2 separate regions of the Hordeum vulgare genome follow, and region 2 is linked to region 1. The links are chromatin contacts, called in public Hi-C maps. All regions are on one chromosome and are shown on one strand. Each heading gives the region's core, a stretch centred on a gene start, on an enhancer-like site or on the middle of the called end of the contact. The rest is flanking DNA. Distances are from core to core; before and after follow the strand shown. Region 1 holds the start of LOC123400074. Region 2 holds the start of LOC123400076 (pantothenate kinase 2).

Evidence for each region. A called contact is a pair of places that touch in the nucleus more often than the background predicts.
Region 2: a contact with region 1 is called in a Hi-C map of leaf, with 2.8 times the contacts expected there. The contact joins the promoter of LOC123400076 here to the promoter of LOC123400074 in region 1. A contact is called at or near these places in 3 of 6 Hi-C or Micro-C datasets (leaf and seedling) and 1 of 1 datasets of contacts at active chromatin or transcription factors (embryo).

Annotation. Positions count from the first base shown.
Region 1 is chr5H:499,787,385-499,790,699 of MorexV3_pseudomolecules_assembly, reverse strand. It overlaps LOC123400074, which reads right to left and starts at 1,972. Exons shown (of 15, transcript XM_045094472.1): 1 at 1,531-1,972; 2 at 569-702; 3 at 312-464; 4 at 107-218; 5 at 1-11. The coding sequence starts at 1,771.
Region 2 is chr5H:500,101,437-500,104,883 of MorexV3_pseudomolecules_assembly, reverse strand. It overlaps LOC123400076 (pantothenate kinase 2), which reads right to left and starts at 1,779. Exons shown (of 22, transcript XM_045094475.1): 1 at 1,191-1,779; 2 at 533-745. The coding sequence starts at 1,440.

The DNA.
Region 1 (3,315 bases), core at 723-3,222:
GGGTAGAGAACCTGAACAGGAAACTGTTGTAATATCTAAATGGACACACTGATATGTTCAAGGAAACATATAATTATCAGCCAAAACGAATGGAATTGAAGTGCACCTGTGTCTATCTCCACATTTAGAGTAGGAAGAGTGGGGGTAGGGAGAGCTGTAGTTGTCGAGAATTTGTCATTCAAAAATTGGTTGCGTGATGTTGACAGTTGCCTCAAACTCTGGTGGAATGATCACTTCAGCATGCCATACATAATCAAGTTGCTATATGATAATAAAGAGAATTAACACTTGAGATATCAAACTTTAACTACCTTATAGTCATACAATGGGGCACTCCAGAACTTTATCTCAGGAGGGTTTCCCCGTGTGAACGATCCATTAGACAAAGAAGATTCAACATTGGCTAAAACACTGCACACACTGTGTTCAACTTCCTCTTCTGTATAAATGACACCCGCTTGTACCTGTTATACTCCACCAATGCATGCAATCAGGAGATCCGGATATGTTAGGAAGGTATGCATATACTCTTAAACCTCAATTCTCAACATGAACCTTGCATAGCGACCTCATTTGCGAGTTTCAAAACAGCATCTTCAGCATTTCCCAAGCCTATGAGCAGATCAGACCGTTGAGACTTCAACGCCAACTTAAGGTCTTTCAAAGCAAAGAGTAGCAGTTCCAGCCTCGTGTCTGAATAACCTGCAAAGGATTAAAGAGTTGATACTAACTGTCTAAATGTTTTTGAAACTAAGCCAGGAGTAAAACTGCCTGCTAAAATCCATTAGATGTGATTTGTCAAATGTCATTTAATGATTTCTGTTGAACCATGTTTAGACGAGTCAGGGTTGGCTTACGCATGTTCATTAAGAGGTATATGATTCTAGCATTACAGAAGCAGAGACAGTGTCAGTGACTTAGTTTACAGCACCCAAGTCTCATTCTTCGGGCCTTACTGGTCTGACAGGCAGGTGTGGTACACAATTTGGCAACGGTAACCTACATACATGTGGGGATTCAGATGGAGTCACACTATCCTGAGAAGCACCAATTGCGATGTGGTATGAAGAACTGGTTTCTACTCCCTCTGTCCCAAAATAAGTGTCGCAAATTTATAACTAAATAGTATAAATTTTGTACTAAGTGAATGACATTTATTTTGGGACGGAGGGAGGGAGTATTTAATAGTGTCTATGGCAAATGGCAAACTGTGTTTTAAGCCAGCAGGCTAATGGTAATGAGGCCAACATCTGACAGCTCAATTTTACAACGGACGCCTTGCTCGGTGTGATTTGGCGTTAGTTTGCTTTGCATATCTACAGAACCACCAAACCAAGCATCGAAGGCACACTAGCTTTCGCATCAACGTTGCTGGAGCACAACGATCCAAGCACTTGAGGCGTGCGAACACGGCCGAGAATCCCTACGGTGAGGCATTGTACCGAACACGCCCCGTGCAACTACCGATCCCCATTCCTCAACCCCAGGCCGAACGTCGCACCTCGACGCTAGAACCGAGCAGCAACTCACCGGCGAGGATGCGGCTGTCGAAGACGTAGAGCGGCACGACGGGGCGGCGGGGCTCGGCGCAGGCGGCGACGAGGCCCGGGTGGTCGTCGACGCGGAGGTCATGCTTGAACCAGACCACCGCCGCGCCCCCGTCCCTCACGGCGCTGCAGGAGACGACGAGGCGGTGGCGGTGGCGTCGGTGGCGGAGCGGCGGGGCGGGGAGGAGGCTGCTGTGGCCGAGGCGGAGCGCGAGGAGTGCCATGGGAGGAGAGCGGCAGCAGCGGCCATAGGTGGCCGGGGAGCGGGGATAAGAAGGGCGGGGCTAGCGCGCGCTCATGGCGAAGTTGTGGCGGAGGACGGCGCTCGGGCCGTCGGGGGCAGAGATCTGTGTCTGCGTGTGTGGTGGCCCGGCCGCGTGCTGCTTTCTGTGGCGGCGGTGCTCTCGTCGCCTCCCGCCGTGGGGTCCGTCCTTGTCCACCGCAACACAACGCAGGAGAGACGCGGGGAGGGAAAGCGGCAGTGCGGCACTCATCTGAGAAACCGCCGTGAGGATTCGCGGGATAAGGCCAACTCCAATGCAGTGACCGCATTTTCTAAACGTCCGAGCGTCGCAAACACACAAAGAAGAAAGAACAGCTACCAACTCAGTCAGGACACAAGGATTTGCTCAGGTACGATCCGCACGGATGCTTAAAACATTAAATCATCTACAGCTACAACTTGTAAATCCGCCCTTTAAATGTTCGCATAAGTGTCTGGACGTCCGCTAAATCTATTCATGTACACCCAACTCTCTTATATTTTACTCCCTCCGTTCCTAAATATAAGTCTTTTTAGAGTTTTTAGTAGAAAACTACATACGGATATATATAGACATACTTTAGAGTATAGATTAACTCATTTTGCTCCGTATGTAGTCACTTAGTGAAATCTCTTAAAAGACTTATATTTAGGAACGAAGGGAGTATCTTATATACACATACAAAAGCATACAAAATGAATAGCCTACGTGCTAGACATACTATGCTACTCTTCGTCATCGTCGGTGAGAGCCTGAGCCGGCTGCGTAGCCCGCGTCGCCTCTATCTGCTGTCGACGGAGACGCCTGGCCTCTGCAGCCGACTCCGAATGGATTGAGTTCAGGATGGTCACTTGCTCCGGCCACAGATCCACGTCCTTCATCGCCCGCGTCTCCTCCTTCCCCACATCCAGGTGGCGCCTCCTACGTCGGCTCCTGCTAGTCCTCTCCCACACCTAGCGACGATGTCTCATCGGTCAGCTCCTACTCCTCATTCTCTTCCACCCCACCTTCTCCTCCTCTTCCTCCTTCACCTCCTTGGCCTCCTTGAAATCCTCCTCTGAATCCAGAGGTAGCCACGCGGCCCTCCGGATCCGGACCTGCTCAAGGAGCAAGAGACGATGTTGGGTCATGTAGTGGCGGTGGCGTGGGGGCATGGCTGGCGGCTTGGGTGGCGGCGACGGAAGGAAGGAGAGGGTATGCTAGGGCTCGGGGGACACCAGTCGACTTAGCTGGCTATGGATAAGGACGGGGAGCCGGAACGGACCCACGAGGCGTTCACACAGCATCGACAGCGGAGGCGTCCGTCGAACGGTCGTGTTTCCGGGCGAGTCCGCGTGGGGCCACGCTGTCAGGCCAACGTGACGGGCATGCCCGAGCGCGTCGAGGCTCCCCCATATCCGCCCCATGTTTGGACTGGATATGAGGGGTGCCGATGAGCCGGACGTTTGAGGTCGTTTGAGGGGTCCGGCTCGATCGATTTTTTGTGATGAGTCAGTGACTGGGCG
Region 2 (3,447 bases), core at 530-3,029, 310 kb before region 1:
AAACAGTAAAAACACATGAAACATAGTGATGGGAGGCTGGGAGCAATTACGAGATTATGGAATTTTGTCTAAGCTCACGTATATATACATCAAATTGGACATATGGTGCACTTCCAAAATGGATAGAATACAATAAGGAATGCAATGTAAGAACATGAAACGCACAAACTTGAGCATACCATCAGAATAAATATATGAAATATGAAACCAACACGTCAGCATATCCAATTAGGAAAACCAGAGGACTGAGAAATAAAGAAGAAATATGCACAAGTCACCCTCAAAATTATTAGCAGGTACGCACATGTTATGATAACTTTGATAACTATCCATATATATATATTGTCACTATGTTTATATAAGAGAGTATTATTTTCCTTTGTTTTACAATAGAACTATCTATCATCTTAACACAGTGCAATTATACAGAATACATGTAAAATCCATCGCGTGCAAGTTTTTAATTGTTTTCTATCAAAATACCAATGTATCAATTTGTATTTAAAACGAAGTAGTGCTAATATTTGCATACCGCCCCGGTGTAGTTGTTTGGAAGAAATGAAGTCCAAACATTCGTTTAGTTTCCCAGTCTCAAACTTGACAAAGTGGAGCCTCCCTCCAAGAACCGGGTAACTCCTCCTGGCACCAGTAAATATCTCAAGCCTTCTCTTGGTGGATAGCTTGCGTTTATCCTCGGTGGGCTGATCGGCATGCCGTGAGAAGTATACCAACTTTATAAGAGAGCCTAGAGGGAAAACGTACAGTTCAGATACCAAACAGACAGTTTGTAGCTCTCATTCAGACTGATGACCAGAAAACAATGTTGTGAACAAAAACACAAAAGCCAAAATGCAGGCTATTAATAGGAGTAATTAGCAAGAGCACGCATAGAGCGGTCTTCACAACGATCCGTACTGAGCGAGCAGCACGGTAATCCGGAGTTGGAAAGCCCCCGTCCATGGCTTGCATTTCATCTTTCATGCGCTGTTACTACGACCCGTCTTATTTCAGCTATTTATTTACTGAAAAGTGAAAAACAAGCTAGCGTCCTTCTTCATGCACTGCCTCCACACTCTACAGTAACCACCTCACCCGGTACGCTTAATGCGGCGACACTGCTGGCGGATGACATCGAATTCGAGCAGGAGAGGCGCGGAGGCAAGGTCAGTGTGAGAGCAGGTATGACGTACCGCCGATGTCGAGGGCGAGGTGGGAGATGTCGTCGGACTGGTTGGGCAGCAGGATGGTGGGGTTGCGGTCCTCGAGGGTGCCGTGGATGGCGGCGCCGCTGAGGTCGAGCTGCGGGCGCGAGCCGGAGCGGTTCATCGTGGTGGTGGTGGTGGTGGACGAGGCCGCCGGCGCCTTCCCCTTGGCCTCCGGCTCGTGCTTCACGTCGTCCTCGGGGATGGGGGGCTCGCTGCCGCTATTATTGGCCGCCATTCCAGGCCAGTGGATTTGATGTAGGAGGGGAGGGGAGGGGAGGGGGATGGATCAGTGCCGCCACCAACCGCCCACCTGCCGGCTACTGCTTTGGGGGGATCGAAAATCGCCAAGCAGCGCGAGACAAAAACGGAATCGATCGTTCGATCTCAAGGGGGAACTCTCAACTCAATTTGTGTGGGGAGAAACGCTGCAGGTTGGGGATGGATGGGGGGATCGGCTCTGCTCCTCGGTCTTCGGCCTCGCTCGCGGCGTGCGTCACTGGGTGCGTGGATGGGTGGACTCGTGGTCCTGGCCTGCGAGCACTATGGATGGACTCGCACTCGCGTGCGGCGCACAAATTCGCTGTTTTGACCCTGCAAGTTTAGCACTATGGATGGACTCGCGTGCGGCGGACTTTTAGACAAGTTCAGCACGATGTGACTCTATGTTAAACTTTTTTCCGGATCTGATCTCCTTGCTGTGACGGTAGGGGAGCACAGGTTATGGTCACTATGGCTGACGGTAAGGTCCGTCAAGGTTGACGACACCTTCTACGTGGATTAGGTTCCTATCGTCACAATCAATGATGGTAGGGTGTGCTAGCCTACAGTCACTATTCAGTCCGGTTAATCTCCTTCGGACTATGGGAAGACCACACATATCCATCAACTCAGTTCTTCCTCCTCTTCGCGAAACAAAGGCGACGGTGCCTTTCTCCACCTCTCGATCTCCCATGTCGATCTTCCTCCCCTATCCATCATTTTAGGAGATTTTTGAAGCAAGACGAAGAGGATGGTATGCTCATACAATCCCTCCAACTATTTGTTACAATATTGTTGTATTTTTTTACGTACTATTTGGCGCTAGGTGCTATCTAAGTCTTCCCTCTTTTTTTAAATTTGCTCTAGTTTAAATATGTTCAGTAGTATATGATGGAGTATTATCATTGTCTTGATGAATATATGAGATCAATGTATGGATATGATGGAAGTACTATTAATCTTGGATGAATAATTTGTATGGCATAGTCAAGTATTACTGTTCTATGTGAGTGAATGATGAATTCATATGGATGTTAAATGCATAATCTTTAGTATTGGAATTTATGGAAATCCATCATAAACGACCGGATAAATATATGCAAGTGTTAGGATGATTATGTTTATCTTGCTCACGTTCGAAGTTGTCAGAATGTTTATTCGTGAGAATGTTTATGAATGCAAATTTGTACTCTGAAGATAGATGCATTGCCAAATTGCAACATTTTTATGATGTTGGGTGTTTAGTTTATTTTTTCTATAGTTTAGCTAAATTTGTATGTGTAGATGATGTTGAGTCATATAATAAAACTATTTGTTATGTTAGGATAGCCGAGCATGAGCACAATGGACGTGTGTATACGGGACTTGACATGGCTTTCGACAAGAACCATCATATTCGTGCTCTCGAGCGTGGAGAGGTAACAAGTGAAGCCATAATAATTTTCATGTAAATGTTTCTTATATAAAGTAAGGTTCTAACATATTTGTTCAATTTTGACGGACACTTACGGTCATGCGAATGAGGAGTCACACGAAGGGTACCCAGATGACATATGGCGTGCGCTATGAGCCCTTCTTCGAGCGTGCTGGCCTCCTACCGTTTGTCCTTCAGTTCAAACGCGTGTCACCGGTGATGAACCATGCAGCTCTCACGGCATTGCTTGATCGTTGGCGGTAGGACACACACATTTTTCATCTCCCTTGTGGCGAGATGACTATGACGCTCGAGGACTTTGCCATGATCACAAGACTTCACATCGACCGCCAGGCTCTCACCGGACGAGTGGACAACAAGAACTGGTGTCAGAGGGTTACCGCTCTCATTGGTGACTGCTCTACCTCTCTTTCTCTATAGGGAAGGCAATAGGACAAACGGTGTCCCATTCGCCTGGCTCGAGGGCAATATGGCGGGATTCGACCGATGCCAACCTGGAGACAGTGGAGCAGTATGAGCGAGTGTGCGTGTGGCATCTCCTAACCCAAG